2 separate regions of the Mus musculus genome follow, and region 1 is linked to region 2. The links are chromatin contacts, called in public HiChIP or PLAC-seq maps. All regions are on one chromosome and are shown on one strand. The core of a region is the stretch at or near the end of the contact, and the rest is flanking DNA. Distances in the headings are between cores, read along the strand shown. Region 1 overlaps Ppp3ca (protein phosphatase 3, catalytic subunit, alpha isoform). Region 2 overlaps Bank1 (B cell scaffold protein with ankyrin repeats 1).

Evidence for each region. HiChIP or PLAC-seq counts read pairs in DNA pulled down with a chosen protein or histone mark.
Region 1: a CTCF HiChIP or PLAC-seq map of the NIH/3T3 cell line shows a contact between it and region 2, with 5 read pairs. The contact joins two enhancer-like sites. A contact is called at or near these places in 1 of 15 datasets of contacts at CTCF or cohesin (the NIH/3T3 cell line) and 1 of 115 datasets of contacts at active chromatin or transcription factors (fibro-adipogenic progenitors).

Annotation. Positions count from the first base shown.
Region 1 is chr3:136,865,320-136,868,794 of GRCm38.p6, forward strand. It overlaps Ppp3ca (protein phosphatase 3, catalytic subunit, alpha isoform), which reads left to right. Exons shown (of 14, transcript NM_008913.5): 3 at 3,283-3,407. Among named protein-coding and RNA genes, the nearest start is that of 1700006H20Rik, 88 kb to the right of the region's middle. Within about 2 kb of position 1,447, at least 11 of the 459 cell types and tissues checked have an H3K27ac peak or open chromatin away from gene starts, as enhancers often do. A contact at or near this core is called in the NIH/3T3 cell line, where this site is marked.
Region 2 is chr3:136,165,184-136,168,514 of GRCm38.p6, forward strand. The region is part of intron 7 of Bank1 (B cell scaffold protein with ankyrin repeats 1); the gene reads right to left. Among named protein-coding and RNA genes, the nearest start is that of Bank1, 160 kb to the right of the region's middle. Within about 2 kb of position 1,683, at least 47 of the 459 cell types and tissues checked have an H3K27ac peak or open chromatin away from gene starts, as enhancers often do. A contact at or near this core is called in the NIH/3T3 cell line, where this site is marked.

The DNA.
Region 1 (3,475 bases), core at 197-2,696, 700 kb after region 2:
ACTTTAAGCATATGACATGCAAAGTAGGCAGTAGGGAAATCTGAGGGGGAAAACCTGGCTTAAAAAATATCCTAAGTGCTCTTGAAAATCCTTAAATGTCCTTATAAAAGGTTTCTGTTTCTTGGGCATGCTTTATTTGAGTTTCTGTTTTCTTTGGTTGGGCTTTAACATTTTAGTTGTAATTATGTGTGCAAGATGTTTTCATTTGCTGATGGCTGTCGTAAGTGGCTGCATTTGTAACAGTGTGGTATGGTGTTATGAGGTAAAGTTGGTGACAATGTGAAAAATCACAGGAGTGAACGTATGCCCAGGTGCTGGGTTTTTAATGTTTGGCTTATAAATAATTATTCCCTCTTTTTTTTAAATGTCACCGTGATCCAATAGTTGTGGAGGTCTTTTAAATCACCATTAAGGAACAAGCAGAGCTTAATTTTATATTATATAAATTTACATTCAGGATAATAATGCTTCTACATGTGGACAAAGGAAGTTTATAATTTTTGAGCCGTCTAGAACTTTTCATCACCTACTATAATTTTTAATCATGTACCTTTGTGTGTGTGTGTGTGTGTATCAATGTGTCAGTGCAAGCATGCAGGCATGGTACATATTAAATAGATGCCTACCCTAGATGTCTACCCTCTCTTTCCAGCTTGAGATATGATTTTACCATTGCATATACGAGGCTTTCTGGCCTCTGAGCTTCTGGGAATTCTATTTCAACCTCTAATCTCATGTAGAAGCACTGGGATTAGAGTTGCTAGATACCACAACTGGTCTCCTGAACATGGTTTCTGGGAATCCAGACTCAGGGCCGCACATTGATGTGGCAAGCTCTTTACCCACTCATCCATCTCCCAAAACTGCTCATCATGGATTTTTCATGCTAGTTTCCTAACTGCTCCAGTTGCGTCAGATGCCAACAAATCCTTCATTTCTAACCTGTGGTCTACAGCTTCAGTGGATATCCTGGTATTTCCATCTCTGACATGGCAAAGTAAAACCAATTACTCTGGAATTTGCAAGCATGGTGAGGAATTGCAATAGAAATATAAAGTACCAGAAGGGTGTAGGAAGGGCATGAGAGGAAAACAGGCCAATGCTTTGGGATGTGTCCCGAAGGCCTTCCTTCCAGCTCCAACCAGGAAAATCCCTTCAGCCTGAGATCTTGACATTCCTGATGTAGCCATTTAGAAACCGTGCTTGATGTAACATTTGTCAGGTTCTTACCAAAAATCCAGAAACTCCTAAGCCTCCTGTTCCAATATTAACATGGTTAATCACACAAATAATCTTTTTACGAAATGGGGCTCATGTCACAATAATTTATATGTAAGTATCTTGTGGTTCTGAGACCTTGAGTAACTTGCCTAAGGCCATTCTGATCGTGAGGCACACAGCAGGAGGTGGGCACTTGGTGGTCAGGGGGCCATGCCAACAAGTGTGGTTCCACATTTCCTTTTGTGGTTCTCTTGGGACTGTTTTGATTTGGGGATAGTTGAATAACAGCCTACGGTGATGATTAAATTTGTTACTACCATAAATGTTTGGAGCCTGTCTTACCCTGTCATGTAGCTTCATGTTTTCTCTGAATCTTTTCCAGTAACCAACCCTCATTCCCTGATGGGGACTCACTATACAAAAGGAAGCAGTTGCCAGGCAGAATAGAGATATTGGTATCACAGTCATTGACATTCAGTAGTGTTTCTTGCTTTACTGCGCAGGTTTAGTAACAGACATGTGGACATACATTTTCTAGACAAAAACTGTCTTTCCTTTGAGTTCTGCATTGATCCATACATAACAGGTATAAAAGTCCTTCCAACTTGGGAAAACTTGGTGCTTGCGTAAGTAACAACACTATCTACAAAGTAGTGTGAGTAAGGAGGACCCTTACTCCTTGTTAGCTAATGAGTTTTAGCCTTGCCTTTTAAGCATTGTAGTAAAACATAAGTCAGTTACGTTTTTAAAATACAATCTTTGTTTTTATTTTTATTTTTTATTTTTTGAGCTATAGCTCTCTTTCCACTGCTTTTGCTATTTTGTTTTGTTTCCACATAGGATTTCACTTGTTGCTCTGGCAGGCTTTGGATTAAGATCTTCTTGCAGCAACCTTCTGAATGGAAGAGGTTGCAAACCCTTAGGTTTGCAGAGATGTTTAAGTACCTTCCCATGGACACATGGCAGTCTGTGTCCCTGAGCCAGCTTTCTTTGCCTGGCAGCATTTGACCCAAAATACTCTCTTTTCTTTCTTTGTTCTTGAAACCTTCATGTTATCCTAAGAAGAACACGATGTGCTCAGTCTCAGCCCAGATTCCTCAGTCCTTCCCAATGAAGACCCAGTTGTGAAAGATACAGCTGTAACAATATAAATGTGCTTGCTTGCTTATTAGTAATCTAAGATGAGATGTCATTTCAAGAAGCGACAAGTACATTTCTAATAATTGACTCTTGCTAAAGGGAGGGGAGAGGCTAAAGTGGAATGTCGGGAAGGTGGCCCAAACACTCACAGGATTCGATTATGTGGATCATTTTAGTAGTCCAAGGGTTTGAAACACAGACATCACAAAACATTGCCCACCTTTACCTGTTTCATAGCCATTATCTGTTCATGGTGGAAAATAGGGTTGCACAAGTCATTTAAATTTCATGTATTGATTTCCAGTTGTCTCATCAATAGATGCTATAGTAGGAATGTAAGCCTCAGCCTGCTGAATAGTGAGCTTCAGCATAGCTTAGTAACTTGCTTGAGATTAAAGCACACAGTGTGTTAAGGTACAATTGCACTGATGTGTCATTCTATGAAGAAACATCCACACAATGTCCATTATTTAAACATAATATGTTCCAAAACAACAAATAATATAAGCATGTACATAAAAACAGATAGTGGTTGAGAAGAAAAGTTTTTAATGAAAATAATCTGAATTTAAGCCCTAATTATTCATTTTTGGCAGTGACCATGTCAAACTACATAACATGTGTACAGTGTCTCCTCATGAAAACACAGTATGGTGGGGGGTTTTTTGTTTGTTTGGTTGGGTTTTGTTGTTTTGTTTTGTTTTTGAGGATTCCCAACAGTTATAGAAGTAATATAGACCACCATCCTCCCAGTGGATTTGTGAATTAGGAGACCCGAATGCTAGGGCAAGGTCTTCCACCAACTTCGGCATCTTCAGCAAAGGACTTGGCTTCTCCACCTCAGTTTCCTGCTCTGCAAATTTTATTATGTAATTCAAACACATGAGCTAATATTACCTTGAAATATATTTTGTCTTTCAGTTTGTGGGGACATCCATGGACAATTCTTTGACTTGATGAAGCTCTTTGAAGTGGGAGGATCTCCTGCCAACACTCGCTACCTCTTCTTAGGGGACTATGTTGACAGAGGGTACTTCAGTATCGAAGTAAGTACACATGGTTTTCTCTTACATGGCCATGGTTCACCGATAACTCGATAAGAAAGAGACATAAA
Region 2 (3,331 bases), core at 433-2,932:
ACCTAAATATTGTTAACTTGCTTTGGCATAGTGGGCATTTTCTTGCTATGGTTGAACATTTTCAAATTTTAGTAGTGTTCTACATATCGACTGTTCTTGCCTGTATCATCAGAAATCTACTCTCTAGGAAGCATCTTAAGAGGCTTCAGTGCTGAGAGGAAACATCTCAAGCTGGACACAGGGTTTCACTGCTATACTGTGCCTTTGACTTTGGTTCCGTAATTATGACTTCCTGGCAGAAAGTTGATTTCACAAGACAATCTGTGAGTTTTATACATCAAAGTGAAATTATCAACATACCAGAAGCTTTCACACTGTCCTCTCAAGGGCTTTTGGTTATGTATGCTCTCAGCTATTTGAGATGGTAGTGTTTCCCAAAATACCTGCATTGCCATGCAGTCTGCCACCAGAGTGCTGGAGTGCAGCCATGGCTGGCAGCGAGGCAGTTCCTGCTATGGGAAGGACTCTGCTGAGCCGAGCCTGTGTACAGGACTGATGTCAGTATCCATTATCCACACAGCTGCTACGGATCCTTCTATCATCCTCCATCCCCCCCTCCACCATTTCTTATTGGAATCCAGCTTGTGGCAAACTGATTACAGTAGAGTGACCACTGCAAGGATGAAGACAAGAAAAGCTTTAAGGACATGTGAAAGTGTTATCTTTGAGTAGGAAAGCAGTCCTGTAATATTCTAGAAAAATAGCACCAGATGGGCCCGGTTGGCATACAACTACCCGAAACAGCAAGAATTATTTTAAGAGAGAGAGAGAGAGAGAGAGAGAGAGAGAGAGAGAGAGAAGAAAGAAAGCAAATCACTGGGGCAGCCTGCTGCAAAGCAACAAGAAAAGGCAGTAGCTGTTTCCTCAACATGACTTAGTGTCTTATTCCAGTTCACACAGCCTAACAGAATGCCACAGGCTGGATAATTTATAAACAATGGATGATTACTGGGCACACAGTCCTGGGTGCTGCAAAGTTCCATGGGCACCAGCAATCTAACAAATGGGCAGCAGCCCATCTATGCTAGGCAGACACGGGGAGTCAGAATGAACTCACGCTTTTTGTAAAATACACACCTGCAGTGGTGGCACTGATCTGTGAGAACAGACTCAGCACCACCCAGACACTTCTTAAAGGGCCCACCTCCCAGTTCTGAAATAGTGATGAATAAACTTCAATTCCTCTTTTGGAGGGGATATTCGAACTTAGTAAAGCAAGGACAGATTTCTATATCATGCTTGCTTTTAAAGTTTGGCAGTTCAATCAACTAGCTTACCTTGAGAAACTTCTTAGCAACTTTTAGTATCCCTTAAAATCTGTAAGGTAGATTTTGCTTCTAGGATTAACTTGAATTTAGTACCTGCCAGATAATAAGTAAATAAATGGTCAAGTAGAAACAAATATTGACCTCTAACAAAAATTGTGAAGATAGTGAAGATAGGCACCGCTGAAAAAAGGAGTTGTAGCTTCAAGTCTTGTGCTTCAAGAGGAAGACTGAATAACCAAGAAAAACACAAGATGCACATATAGCCCAAATGGCAAGTTTTCAAAGTTTCCACATAATCTTGAACTCCTCAGAAAGTTCACATAGTTTTCTATTTTGTTTCCAGGTCCAGTTCAGACAGTGTTTTCTTGATGATGGATCAGCTACTCTGAAGGAGGTGAGTCATGGGAGACTCCCACACCAGAACTCTGCGGAGAAAGGACTACACATTGCCGACAGTGGCTTCATCCCAGAGTGGACCATGAGTAATCGCAAGAACGTGGTTTACCTTAAGAAATAACATCTGTCTCAAGAACTGGTTACTGGAAAAGTACTAATCTCAAAGTAGTAATTCTTCTACTCTCTGCAATTTCCAGACACTGAAGACCAACTGAAGCAGGGAGAATAAACCAGTGAGACAGGGACATTATGTTACCCAACTTAAAAAGGCTTGTCTGACACAACTTTGGAGGGTTGATTACTAAGAGGACAATTAAGCCAAAAAAAAAAAAAAAAAAAAAAAAAAAAGCACATCCATTCTCCTATTGGTTAATCTGTTTTCTAATATAGTGAAGATTATAGGTTAATTTGTTTTCTGGTATAGTGAAGATTATAGCTGATGAGGAAAAACAGACTTGCCAGCAGTATTGTCGTACTAAGAGAAAAATGTGACAAGGGGCCTTTGGAAGACAACAACAGACAACGTGCAAAAAGCGATCAGTTGGTTTCCTGGGAACTAAGCGAGCATTTTTCTTTTTTTCTTTTAAAAAATGTATTGAAGATTTCATATGTGACTACAATTTACATCATTAAATCCCATCTTCTCTCCTTCTAACTCTTCCCATGTCCCCCTCTCAAGTTCTTGACCTTTATTTTTTTAATTTAATTTAATTAATTGAATACTTATTAAATATTATAGTTACATCTCTCCCTCGCTTTCTCCAACTCTCTATACAATTTCCTTCTGAATCCACTTAGTGTTGCTCTCATCTATATGTCTGTGTAGGGTGTACCACTTGAGATGGATTGAATCACCTCTCTGGGGACTTTTCTCTGGAGAAGACAGACTGACTTCCTCCTCTCTAAGCTGCCACTGTTTTCCTACAGCCCTTTATCTAGGGTGGGGTCTTGTAAGATCTCCCCACCCAGATTGAAATGTTGACGAGTGCTATCTTACTTATCTTCTATTGAGCTTCCTCTGTGAACTGATGGCAGAGCAAGGCATGGAGGTAGAGCAAGTGATGGGTACTGATAGGACTTTACATCCTTTCACAGAGAGGATCAAGAAGAACCCTTGGAATTACCTAGGCTATTCTCCAGGACTGCAGAGCATCTTCAAGTGCTGCATTCAAGGTCTGTTAACAACTTGATGTGCTTTTAGTTTGGGGGGAATAACCAAGCTTGCCTAAACCCGAAGATCTCTAGGACTTCCAAGGGAGCAGGGGATCATTTACTTCAGTCTCTGCTGGAGCTCCAGCTGTAATTACAAAGAATAAAAACAAACCAGAAAAGAAGATACTTTTACAATTGCCTGGAGAGCTGAAAGGTTCTGTGGGCGGAGAGGATGACCCGAATCAAAACTATGTGCCCGGTTTCCATGGAAATACAGGACAGAATGCTGAGGAAAAGTGAAAGTCATTTGATCCCATCTTCTGCCTACAGAGTCCTCCAGGGTAAGCCTTACTCTGGGTTTAGTGACAAGGAATGTATTCAAGTGATAATACTGTTACATGTATTATATGGAAACATCACTTTTAAATATTCTTAAAATAAGATATGTAAATTATATCTTAAAATATCTTATTTTAAATAAATAGGTAGTGGTTTTAAAAATACTGAAGGAGTCT